3 separate regions of the Mus musculus genome follow, and regions 1 and 2 are each linked to region 3. A link is a contact called in public Hi-C and promoter capture Hi-C data. All regions are on one chromosome and are shown on one strand. Each heading gives the region's core, a stretch centred on a gene start, on an enhancer-like site or on the middle of the called end of the contact. The rest is flanking DNA. Distances are from core to core; before and after follow the strand shown. Region 1 overlaps Fam114a1 (family with sequence similarity 114, member A1). Region 2 overlaps Pds5a (PDS5 cohesin associated factor A). Region 3 overlaps Rfc1 (replication factor C (activator 1) 1).

The links. Hi-C and Micro-C count contacts between places; a contact is called where the count stands out from the background. Capture Hi-C pulls out chosen DNA fragments and counts their contacts.
Region 1: a promoter capture Hi-C map of adipose tissue shows a contact between it and region 3. The contact joins two enhancer-like sites. A contact is called at or near these places in 2 of 15 datasets of contacts at CTCF or cohesin (large pre-B cells and pro-B cells), 15 of 484 Hi-C or Micro-C datasets (CD4 T cells, CD8 T cells, bone marrow-derived dendritic cells and 8 more), 5 of 115 datasets of contacts at active chromatin or transcription factors (Th17 cells, bone marrow-derived dendritic cells, cardiomyocytes and 2 more) and 3 of 9 other capture datasets (adipose tissue, liver and pancreatic islet).
Region 2: a contact with region 3 is called in a Hi-C map of olfactory sensory neurons, with 2.1 times the contacts expected there. The contact joins two enhancer-like sites. A contact is called at or near these places in 4 of 39 promoter capture datasets (cranial neural crest, frontonasal cranial neural crest, maxillary cranial neural crest and 1 more), 7 of 484 Hi-C or Micro-C datasets (centroblasts, centrocytes, granulocyte-monocyte progenitors and 4 more) and 3 of 9 other capture datasets (adipose tissue, liver and pancreatic islet).

The regions. Positions count from the first base shown.
Region 1 is chr5:65,002,024-65,006,082 of GRCm38.p6, reverse strand. Fam114a1 (family with sequence similarity 114, member A1) reads right to left here. Exons shown (of 14, transcript NM_026667.3): 4 at 172-285; 5 at 1-49. All of the region lies in intron 2 of Gm32374 (a long non-coding RNA gene), which reads left to right. Among named protein-coding and RNA genes, the nearest start is that of Gm32374, 16 kb to the left of the region's middle. Within about 2 kb of position 2,397, at least 37 of the 459 cell types and tissues checked have an H3K27ac peak or open chromatin away from gene starts, as enhancers often do. A contact at or near this core is called in adipose tissue, where this site is marked.
Region 2 is chr5:65,658,093-65,661,981 of GRCm38.p6, reverse strand. It overlaps Pds5a (PDS5 cohesin associated factor A), which reads left to right. Exons shown (of 33, transcript NM_001081321.3): 6 at 2,249-2,375; 7 at 3,555-3,635. It also overlaps the pseudogene Gm24399. Among named protein-coding and RNA genes, the nearest start is that of Pds5a, 38 kb to the left of the region's middle. Within about 2 kb of position 2,026, at least 1 of the 459 cell types and tissues checked has an H3K27ac peak or open chromatin away from gene starts, as enhancers often do. A contact at or near this core is called in olfactory sensory neurons, where this site is marked.
Region 3 is chr5:65,276,338-65,280,732 of GRCm38.p6, reverse strand. It overlaps Rfc1 (replication factor C (activator 1) 1), which reads left to right. Exons shown (of 25, transcript NM_001347357.1): 13 at 919-1,276; 14 at 1,910-2,022; 15 at 3,262-3,376. Among named protein-coding and RNA genes, the nearest start is that of Rfc1, 57 kb to the left of the region's middle. Within about 2 kb of position 1,267, at least 31 of the 459 cell types and tissues checked have an H3K27ac peak or open chromatin away from gene starts, as enhancers often do. A contact at or near this core is called in adipose tissue and olfactory sensory neurons, where this site is marked.

The sequences.
Region 1 (4,059 bases), core at 1,148-3,647, 280 kb after region 3:
GGAGGAGGAGTGTGGGGGCCTCTGGCAGGGTCCTGATCTGGAGTCACATCTGTCATGGCAAGAAATAACACCCTGGTTAGAATGCATTTTGCTGATCTGAACTTGGGCTTTTCCCCACTGTGTAGTCATGCACACGGGTGTAACAAAACACCAGGCGAGCACGCCACTCACTTCCAGAGATTCCGTTTTCAGCATCAGTTGGGGCCCCTTCGGGAGATGCAGAATTGGCACTGTGGATTCGTAGGGTTGCCCCTGCCTTTTCTTTGACTGCTGTTAATCCATGACCTGCAAGGACATAAATATATAGTTCACAGAGACATTACAATCTGCACAGTCTGTGACCCTAGACTAATCTCACAAGACCATCTGGACTGCGGGGTTCTACCCTGAATGGCAGCAATGTGTTCAGATTCCCTGTGGTAGGATCCAAAGATGAACTCAGCATGGTCAGGCTGAGTGGCCTTAAAGCCACTCTCTTTTGTGACTCAGTTTCCTCACTATGTTCCCAGACCCCTTTTGGCTTCTGCCATGGTGGCTGTTTTTAACAGGGAAACTCCAAACTCAAGTCAGCGTCTTTGAAAGGCATGTCTTCATCCTGTTTTCTAAAGTGTCATATGGCTGATCAATCGTTCTCTTGTGGTCGCTGTTGGCTTTTTGAAGTCCTAGCACATGGCAGGTGCTCAGTTAACATGGGCTGGATTGAAGTCAGATGACCTTCAATACGTTCCTATGTATAAACCTATGTATAATATGTTCCTAGGATTATATGTATGGTGGCATATAATCCTAACACTCAGGGGGCTGAGGCAGGAGGATGGCAAGTTTGAGTCTAGCCTAGTCTGCATAAGATTCTAGGTCAGTGTGGGCTACTTAGCAAGATCGTGTCTCTAAACAAAACAAAGCCCTCCAAACAAACAAATAAAAAAATAACACTACAGTTCCTCAAACGTACACCATGAAAGGTCTTGAGCTGACAGCTCTAAATCAAAGGGTCACTCAGTGGGGAAATTGGGAAGGAGTAGCAGTCCAAAGTAGGCTGAAGGTCACGGACTCCATCAGACTAATAGCACCTGTATTTCCAAGAAGGGACAGTCTTTATTTCCAAGACACTGGCACAGTTGGGATTCGGTAAGGAGTACAGAGCAGACCTTCCCACTCATTGGGTAAAAACCAACCCTTGACTTGATAGAAAAGAGTCTTCTATTTCATCCACAGACAGCTTGACACCCTGCACTAAGATGGGGTAAGCCTTTCTTAGACAGGAGGAAGGGATCAAAGCACTGGTAGACCACTGCGGTCCTCATGGCTACTGGAGTTCTAGAAGGAAAAACAGCCTGTGCCCCCTCCATCTGGGTGCCTGCTACCTGCCGTGGCATGTAAGGAGAAAGGAAGCACGCATCCTGGGACCCTGGGTTGTTCAAACACGAGGCAGTGGTAACCAAGTCAAAGGAAGACACCAGAGTCAACTAGAACCAGTCAGAATTACAAAACACTGTTCAAATGACTGTTCATCCATCTCTTGAGTTAGAGGAAGACACAGATGAGACTCATACATACTCAAAAGAGTAGTATTTTGGATCTGATATCAATGCATAGAACCCTGTGGAAATCTAGGTGTGGTGGCATGAGTTTGTAGCCTCAGAGCTGGGGACATAGAGACAGATACATCCCTGGGGCTTGACATCCAGCCGTTGTAACTGAATCAGTAAATTTCAGGCCAAGTGAGCCATGCTGTTTCAAAAGGCAAGGCAGACACAATCCTGAGGAATACCCTTTGACTTTCGAGGTTAGCCTTTGGCCTCTGCACATACTCACACATGCACCCCCACATACACACAGAAGGCCGATTTCTCAGTTCTAACCTGATTTATCAAAGCAACACAGGCAATGGTATTTACTGGCTTCTTCCAACGAAAGCTATTTGTCATCATATATTACCTACAAACCCTGAAAACTTAGGAAACATGATTTACAGCTTTAATTACAATAGAAATATGTGCCTACACTCATGCAGATAATTAAACACAGCTCAAACTCATTACTGAGTTACTCGGAAAAAAAAAAAAAAACAAACTGCTAAGCCGAAGACTTAATTATAAGCTTTCAATCTGACTCGAATTAATTCTTTCTAGCCTCCAAAGAATTCCAAACATTTCAATGGAATCTCATCGAAATTTCAGCAAACACTTAAGTCGTTGGCTTCATATTCTTCAAGGTAGTTTAAAAACAACAACAACAACATCCACACAGACTTTCCAAAAGGAGACTGCAGAATTCTCCACGCATAATTCACAGCTATAGATTTCTGAGAGCCAAAGTCAGGGAATAAGTGATCTCTGGAGGCACAGCTTGCTCAGCTCTGGGGCTCAGCGGCGCTCACACTCATTATTAGCTCTTTAATCTTCCGGGGCCTTACATCCCCCTCTTTGACTTCCTCCACAGTAGGTTAGTCTTGTCTGTTTCTCTGTTGGGAGAGCTGCTTCTCATCTTGGCCAGTCTGTAGTCCCAGCACTTGGAAAGCAGAGGAAGGTAAGAGACTAGCCTCAGCTACCTAACAAGTCCAAGGCTTGCCTGGGCTACATGAGATACCGTCTCAAACAAAACAGCAAAGGGAAAAAAAGAACAAGCCTCCCACATGACCACAGACAAGTGTGCATAAACTGTCTCCAGAACTACCCCTTTGTTTTCGGAATGGAAGACAGTTTTCATGTGCATGCAGCTAAGATGTGTTTAAGCCGGCATTTCACCATGGTGCTATCTGTTCTCTGATTAACAATTCTAAGTTTTTTTGTAAGTAAAAGAAAGTACTTTCTGAATTTTCCTAGAAATTCAAATTTAAGCGTTATATTTACCTAAATATTGTGATTTTTTTTTAAATAGGTAGAGACTGCCACACCCTACTTAGCTGAGCCACTTCCAAAGCTTGACTTAGTGTGACATCTAGTGCCCAGATAAGGAAATCATAACAGAGCCACTGGGACTTTTATTTTTGACTAATGACTCCATTTCCAGAGGTTTCTACTAACAAGAAAAAGACAACAAATGTGTGTGACACTACTTGGTGTCGTTTGTGAAATAACTTCACACCACCACAAACCCTAAATATTCTAAAACATGGAAGGCTCCGGAATCCCAAGGCTCTGAGGCTGGGACTGGGTCTGGTTTTCAGGCTGCAGTAGGTGAGTGCTGGAAAGCCAAACCAGAAAACAAAACAAAACAAAACAAAACAAAAAAAAACACAAACAAACAAACAAACAAACAAAAAAAAACCCAGCAAACCCAAATCAAGACAAGAGGGCAAGAATGTCCCAAGAATGTTGCAGGACAGTGTCCTCTAAAAACATTCCATGGCCATCTGGCTTTTTAATTACCTGTGCTTACACGCTAAATGAAAGCAATCTAGACTGAAATCCGCCAAGGACATTGGTCCCACAATTTCTTAGCTGTGTGATGTTAACTTAGTTACCTAATTTGTCCGCGTGTCTCTGCTTCTGTGCTTTTTCTGCCATGAGAATTATAATATCGACCTTCCAAAATCTCTCCTCTATACCTTTAGGACATCCCAGACACTGTATTAAAGTGTCTACTTTTCTTAATAACACTGTGCTAAGAGATGTGTAATACCCCTTCCATAACTGAGAAAACTGAGGTCAATCAAAAGAACGTTATCTGCCAAAGGTCCCAAAGTTGGTAAGCGGGAAGCAGGATTTAAATCCAGTCCATCTGATGCCAGAACCAACATGTATAATCCCTTTGACATACTGAGGAAGTTTTATAGTTGAGAATGCCTTCTAACCTTGAAGGTCAGATCCTTGGTCAGGCTCTTCTTTAGAACACTTTGACTTATGCTAACCTGAACTTGAGTTGCCTCACCTTGACCACACAGCAAGGTGAAGTCCATGTTCGAAGTGTGGCCTTACTCTGGCTCTTGTATCCCAGTCATGCCTTGCACGGTCAGGGTTGATGTTCGGAATCACTCCCTGTACTGGAAGACGTGGGGATGCGGTTGGGTTGGGACCATGGGGTATGGGGTGATACCACACCCCAGTTCAATATTCT
Region 2 (3,889 bases), core at 777-3,276, 380 kb before region 3:
AAACTGATTTCTATCTAGTAGTTTTATTGTTTATACCAGACATCTATGAGATGTGTCTTAAGGTATTATATTGTATGCAAATGCCTTGTATTAATTTTGAATTCTCCACCACATTAAGACATGTAGGAAGAAGCAGATGATTTTATTAATTATATCCAAGAGAAACCTTTCAGCACGTGGTTCTGTGGGGTTGCTTATTTATGAAAGAGTGCTTTTGTAGATGTATAGGTTGTAAACCCAGAATAAAGGATGGTCAGGTAGCCTCCGTGTCTTCATGGATGGAGCATCGTTGCCATGTGGCCTACAGGAGCAGTGGTTGGGGAGGTCATTCAGTTGCTTCACAAGCATGAAGAGCTGAGTTTGGGCCACAGAAAAGCTACGCTCAGTAGCACATGCTAGTAATTTCAATGCTGGCCAAATAAAGACAGACAGAATTTGGGGTTCTCTAGCCAAACAGCCTACTTGGTGAGTCATAACGACACCCTAAATAGTGCTCAAATGAGTATTTGTACACATGACTGTACACATAGACCAACACATAAATACCAAAAATAAATTAAAGTGAACAATTTGTAACCACTGTTTGTATTGTACCACTATCTCATAGGCTTCCGTTTTGAAATTTATTTTACTAGCCTCAACAATCTGAAAATACTGATATATATATATATATATATATATATATATTTGTTCTTTGTGGGGGGAGGGGTTGAGACGGGGTTTTTCTGTATAATCCTGGCTGTTCTGGAACTCACTCTGTAGACCAGGGTGGATTCGAACTCAGAAATCCGCCTGCCTCTGCTTCCCAAGTGCTGGGATTATAGGTGTGTTCCACCTCTGCCCACGATTTTGTTCTTTCTATAAAACAAAATTTTGTCTTATTCACACAAAATTTACTCTATACTTTAAAGCCTACTTCTGCCTCCCAAGCAGGAGACTAAAGGCATGCATCACCAAGCTTGGCCTGGAATAGTTTTTTAAGGTCTCTCTCACCTCTTCCTTCCTTCCTTCCTTCCTTCCTTCCTTCCTTCCTTCCTTCCTTTCTTTCTTTCTTTCTTTCTTTCTTTCTTTCTTTCTTTCTTTCTTTCCTTCTTTCTTTCTTTTAAATATGGAACGCTTCACCAATTTGTATGTCATCCTTTCCCAGGGGCCATGCTAATCTTCTCTGTGCTGTGGAAGCGAGCGCTTAAGGTCTCTTTCATGTGTCTTCCCTGTACCCGTTTCTTTCTTTTCAGATATATGGATCTGAGAATCAAGCACTCAGGCTTTTGTTTTGCGTTGTTTGTATCAAGCTAAATACCTATATTCTTCCAACTCATTTCCTCTGCCACACACACAAGACATACACATTGAGAATTGTGCACCCAGTAGGCCTTCACAGATGACATTTTGTAAAATGTGTAATTTGGAGAGCACATGTGGAAGAACTGATTTCTAAGTTATAGAAACTGTGTGACAGTCTCAACCCCCCCCCCCTCCCCACAACTTATAAAAGTTTCTGTTTTCATCGTTAAATGCTAGATGGGTCTAATTTATTTATCTTTTAAATTTCAGGAAAAACATTTAAAACCCTTTAGATATTCAGTCTTTCAATTTTGTTTTAAGCCTCTGTATTTATACTGTAGAATATAGGTTATATTCTGTAGGCTATACATTGTGCTTTTTTTATTGTGTGTGAGTATATACAGGTAAGTGAGGTGTAGAGAATACTTTATTAGAAATTAGGGTGGTGTCTGTTCTGTTGGATAATAACATGGTTCAGGTGCCTTGGGAGTGGCGGGGTGGTAAATATGACAGCTGAAATGTCTGCCTTTGTCAGCGGGGATCCATCCCTTCAGTAAGTCTCTTTTTACACTTGAGATTGTTTATGTTGGACTGTGATTGAGGTTTGGGCTTCATATGTGCTAGGCAAGTGTTCTGCCGGTGAACTGCATTTCCCAACTTGATTCTCTCCCCTAGAGAGACTCTCGCCTAATCAGTTCAGCTGTCCTTAAGCTATGATGTACTCTTCCCTCCCAGTCTCCTGAGTGCTGAGGTGACCGCCCTCAGGTGCCAAGATTAGTGCTTCAAACTGGACACTTTAGCAGTTACCTCAGCACTTAGGAGGTGTGGGGGGTGCAACAGGAGTTGGAGATTAGCCTGGGTTATATAACAAGACTTTGTTACCAGTAAACAAACAGGTACATGGAAGAAAAAACCCTGGGGAGTTTGTCTTTTTTATCTGCCTTAATCTTTTCTTCTTTTTTAGCAATAGCCACAATACGAAAGTACAAATGCACATGTTAGACTTGATGAGTTCTATCATCATGGAAGGTGATGGAGTTACTCAAGAATTATTGGATTCCATTCTTATCAACCTCATCCCTGCACACAAGGTCTGTATAGAATCACCGTATTAAAGATCAGCTTACCTAAAGAAATCAGTTACTGGTTTTGTCCATTTACAATTTTATATCGTAATTCCTATTCTGTCCGTAGAATTAGTCACATTAGTGTTATAACTATTATTTTTATAAGACACATTGATTAAAATATTTAAAAGCTCTTTGTTTGTTTAGTGTGTGTGGGTGTTTTACTTACATATATGTCTGTGAACTGTGTGTATGCATTGCCCACGGGGGCCTGGAGAGGGTATGGAGTTAGACAGTTATGAGGTACTATGTGAATGCTGGGAATACAGGTCCTACTCAGTGCAAAAGCAGCCAGTGCTCACCACCACTGGCCTCAAAAAAAGTGTAGTGTTTCTAGCTTCTTTTTGAGAGGTATAAGATGAATAAGACTGAATCTATTTTATAGATTTAGTAGAATCTATGTTAGCATAGGTGTTAACAGGTATTCTTGAAAACAGTTTTCTCAATAAGTTTTTAAAATTTAAATAAATGCAGTGGGTACCATCTTTGTTATAGTCTTAATTGGTTAAGTTATGGTGCATTGGGACTTAGGGTAACATAGTATTTCTCATGTCAGAAACAAGTAATGTGTGTGTGATGGCTCACACCTCTCCTACAGTCCCCTGGGAAACAGGCAGCTCCTTGAGGCCCACCAGTACTACCTAGTGATGACCCTGTCTCAAAAGAACTTGGGACAGTCATAAAAATACAGTTAAAGTTAAAGGCCTTCCCAACCTCTTCCTATTCATGGTTCAGGAATTTGAATCTAGGGCCTCATAAACGTTACATAATTGATCAACTATACCACTGAGTGACATCTCCAGTACATTTCTTCAAGCACACATTGATAAAACAATGAAATATTTAGAGTGTGATGGATTGGGTTTAGGAGAGAGTGTGTATTTAGAATAACGTGTGTTGTGAGTTTATGGTGGTTAACGTACAGACTCAAAAACCTTGACATCTGTTTTATATAGGTTGGACTCTTGGCTCCTGTCTAATGTAATGTAGTATTTAATTTGTTGAGTTCCTTTGGCACCTTCTATGTAAAACCGTGACTGGAATTCCTTTCATACTTTGGTAGATTTGAATACTTACTGTTCAAGTGATTTTGTCTCATCAATCACCAATTCATTTGAAGTTTTGCCTGTTTTTGTTTTTCAGAACTTAAATAAACAGTCCTTCGACCTTGCAAAAGTCCTACTGAAAAGGACAGTCCAGACTATTGAAGCATGTATTGCCAATGTATGTATTTCTGTATACATTTCATAACGCTGTGATTCTTGAGGTATTATATGAATTCATTAGAATCATTCACACACAGATATATTTCTTACCTAAACAGTTTTATTCAGAAAAATATGGAACTTGAATACGACCAAAATGGGAGCAATACAGTGTAACATTTTAAATATCTTCCCACTCCTCCTCCTGTATCTGTGCTTGCCATGTTACCTTCCAAATACTCAAAACTCTTTGACTTTGTCTATGTCTCTTGC
Region 3 (4,395 bases), core at 18-2,517:
CAGCACTCACATGGCAACTGAGTGACACTGTCTGTGACTCCAGCTCCAGGGACCCTACTCATACATGGAGGCAGAACAGCAATGTACATACAATTTAAAAAATTACATTTATTTATTATTGACTACATGTATTTATGTCTGGGTACATGTGAAGGTCAGAGGACATCTTCCTTGAGTTGGTTCTGTCCTTTCACAGTGAGGGTTTTGAGGATTGAAGTTAGGTCAGTAGGCTTGGTGGCAAGTGCCTTTACCCAGTGAGCCATCTTGTTGACCCAGTTACTGCATCTCATTCCAGACTCTGTCATTACCTCCAAAAAGAAATCCTATACTTAATGATAGTCGCTTGTCATACCCTCTGCCTGGTGGCCACTATGCTCTGTTCTAAGGATTTACCTATTTTGGACATTTTGTATAAGTAAAATTTTCTGGTTTTAGCCCTTTTATTTTCTGTAATGGTTTCTAGGCGAACCAAGTTGTATATATTAGTATCCATTCCTTTTTATAGTTAAATAATATTCCATTGGGTGGATCTCAGTCATTTTTTGTTTATGCTGAGTTCCCCAGTGGATGTTTGGGCTCTTCTTTTATGGCTGTAATGCGCATGTGCACCATGTAACACAGCACTGCTGTGACGTTGTATATGTGCGTTTTAGAGGAGACGTTGGTTTTACGTAGTCAAGAAGCTTTAAAGCAAGTTGTTTACCTCATGATCCTGTCTTTATTTTAAAAATGATGACTGTATTGGCTTTCTGGGCGTGTTGTTAATGTTTGTGAAGTTTGGAAAATGGTGACTGCAGACACTGATAGCCCATTGTGACAGCAGCCCAGTCACTTGGCTGTGTCAGTTTGCCTCTGGGGAGTGTGTGGCAGGACAGGAATCTTCTGTGTTTCATCAGGCCTTTTTGATTTCCCCTGCAGATGAAGAAAGAAAAGTCCAAATTGGAGCGAACACCCCAAAAAAATGATCAAGGAAAAAGAAAAATTAGTCCAGCCAAGAAGGAGTCAGAGTCTAAAAAGTGCAAGCTGACTCTCCTAAAGAACAGTCCTATGAAGGCAGTGAAGAAGGAGGCAAGCACGTGCCCAAGGGGCCTGGATGTCAAGGAGACACATGGCAACCGCAGTAGCAACAAAGAGGAATGTCTGCTCTGGGTGGATAAGTACAAGCCCGCCTCACTCAAGAACATAATCGGACAGCAGGGTGACCAGAGCTGTGCCAACAAATTACTACGTTGGCTCAGAAACTGGCACAAGAGTTCTCCTGAAGAGAAAAAACATGGTGATTTCACAACTTTAGTCATTTTCTGTGTGTCTGTCAACATATGTAGTGCTCAGTTGTATTCATGGCCAAAGGCTCATGCATGGTTCATTTGCCTGTCATCAAGTATTTATCGAGGCTTGTTGAGTGCCCAAGTGCTCTAGGCCCTGGTGGTGCTTCTGTGAACAAAGCAGGCCCTTCAGGGGCCCCCAGAGAGTGGGGAGATTATGAGCCAGCTGTTAAAATGCATGTGCCAAGTGCTTTTGTAGGGTAAGTACAGGGAGCTAGCTCTGGGGATGCTGGTGTGTAGTCAAGGAAGAGGGTGTGAGCGCTCAGCCCTGGAGCGACCTTGGAGTCCAGGTAGCAGACAGCTGGGCTAAGGGAGATGGGTGTGGTATTGGGCTGGAGGAACAACCAGTGCCAGTGTCTGAAGGCCTGTGAGAGAGAGAATGCCCAGGGCCCTTAAGGAAACTGGAAGAAGCTGAGGTAAGCACTGGCACAGTGACCTACAGCCTCATTACATTGCCATTTGCTTTTGGTCTGCACTCTCCTCTCTGCTTTGCAAAGCTCTCGGGCAGTTCATAAATGGTTCCTTCTGATCTGGAGTGTCTGAAATATGGTGCATGTTAATGCTCTGGAACTTCTCTTCCCTAGCAGCAAAGTTTGGCAAACTTGCCAGCAAAGATGATGGCTCCAGTTTCAAGGCAGCTCTGCTGTCTGGCCCTCCAGGTGTTGGCAAAACCACTACAGCTTCTCTTGTGTGTCAGGTGGGTGCCCTGTCATAGTGCAGTGATCAGCTCGTGTGTGTGTGTGTGTGTGTGTGTGCGTGTGTGTGTGTCTGTGTTAATCTACAGTGTATATTTTTCTAAAGTCAAACTTTAGAATTTTCTTTGGCTTTAGTGGTGTTTGTCACTTCTTTTTTTTTTTTTTTTTAATGCTATTATTCTGGCTGGGTGTGGTAGTGCATGCCTATAATCCCAGCATTGAGGAAGCAGGTGAATCTCGAGGTTAATTCAAGGCCAGCCTAGTCTACATAGTAAGTTCCAGGACACAAGTCTTTTTAAAAAAAATCTAAAGAAAATTAAAGAAAAAAAAAACAAACCCCACCTTAAACCTGTTATTGAATTGGCTATTATAAAAACATCCATTTTCCCTTATAGGTGGAGGATGTGTTACTAGGCGCTCAGGAGATGCCGTGGCTGCAGGTGGTACAGAGCCCTGTGCACCGTGCCCTGCAGCAGTGCCACTTCATATAGTTAGTCTGCCTCCTGTGTCCTGGCACCCTCCTTGCCTCCCCCTCTTACTGTCTAGGGCCACGGTACTGGCTGGTTTTGTGTAAACTTGACATAAGCCAGACCTTAGAAGGAAGGAGCCTCAGGTAAGGAAATACCTCTGTGAAATCCAGCTGTAAGGCGTTTTCTCAATTAGTGATCAGTGGGGGAGGGCCCAGCCCATTGTGGGTTGGGCCATCCCTGGGCTGATGGTCCTGGGTTCTATAAGAAAGGCTTAGCAGGACAGACAGCAGACCCTCTATGGCCTCTGGATCAGCTCCTGAATCCAGGATTCTGCTCTGTATGTGTCCCTGTCCTGACTTCCTTCAGTGATCCACAGTGATATGGAAGTGTAAGCCAAATAAACCCGTTCCTCCCCAACTTGCTTTTCAGTCATGGTGTTTCATCAAAGCAATAGAAACCCTAACTAAGACAGCCATTATTAAGTAAGGGTTATTTGAATACACCCACTATGATACAGGCAGGTGGTCTGATACCCTGGCATGAGCCACCATACATAGCTTACCAGCTGTGGTTTTAAAACCAAACTCCTCTGTGTATGTGTTGTTTTAAGAATCTCTAATGCTGTGGGGAATTAGATTTGTGGCCTTTTGGTATCATACTTAATTTTTTACTCATGTTTAATGTGACTTTTGGAACCTCTGTGTTCCTTAATCAGCTGCTGCCCAGGATCATTTGCACTGTTATAATAATGATTTTTAATATTTTGACTAGGAATTGGGCTACAGTTATGTGGAACTAAATGCAAGTGATACTCGGAGTAAGAACAGTTTGAAAGCAGTTGTTGCTGAATCCTTGAACAACACCAGCATCAAAGGCTTTTATACAAGTATGTGCCCTTTTTGAACTGTGGCTATAGATGTGGTTTAAGAAAAACAAGTCACTTCAGTGTTCTGTAATGAGCACTCCTGTGTGGTAAGTATCCTGAGGCATCAAGATAGGAAAGGCCTTTGGCATAACTCTTCTGGGGCATTAGTTCTGCTCTGTGATCTCAGAGGTTTTTGAGACTGGGATAGAAATGTGTGCATATACAGTTTTCATTTTGTGTGTGATGTTGGACAGTTCCAGGTGAGTCTTGTAAAGGAGAACGGGGAGAGTGAAGTGCACCGTTCACTGAGGCCGAAAGCCTGTGTGTGTGTGTGTGTGGGGGGGGGGGGGAGCTGATTGTGTACTCTGCAGTAAAAGGATGACTTGATTCAGAGAGCCTTGAAGAATGAAAGGGCCCATTTATAGCAAGAAGGTGTGATCACTGTGGAAGGTTGTGTTGTAACTAGTGGTCCCAAAAGGCTGAGTTCATGGGGAAATGAAGATGTATCAGGTAAGGATCCACATGCCTGTGGAGAGTGCCATAGAACTGCGGTACTTTTATGTTAGAAGTTAGTTTTTGAAAGAAATTGCTCAGAAGAGTCCTCCCCCCTTCTTTCTTTCTCTCCTCCTTCCCTCCTTCTCTTTCTTCCCTCTCCCTCCCTCCCTCTCCCATCCCCCCACTTTTTCTGTCTCTTGGTATATGTATGTGGGTGTGTGTGGATGTGAGACGTGTGCACCTCACCACACCCAAGATTTTTTATGTGTGTTCTAGGGTTTGAACCCAGGTTCTTATGTTTGCAAGGCAGATACTGTACTAATGGGCAGTCTTTCCATATAGCTTGCTGTACATGGCTCTTGGAAGTATTAATTAATACAACTCACTAGCAGTCTGGCATTTTTCCTCAAGTCTAAATCATACATAATTTCTAATCTATGTCAATTCTTGGAATTTAACTGTCATTATATTTTAATATGTGTAGAATGATACATGCACACACAGACACACATACACACGCACACATAGACATACACACACATACA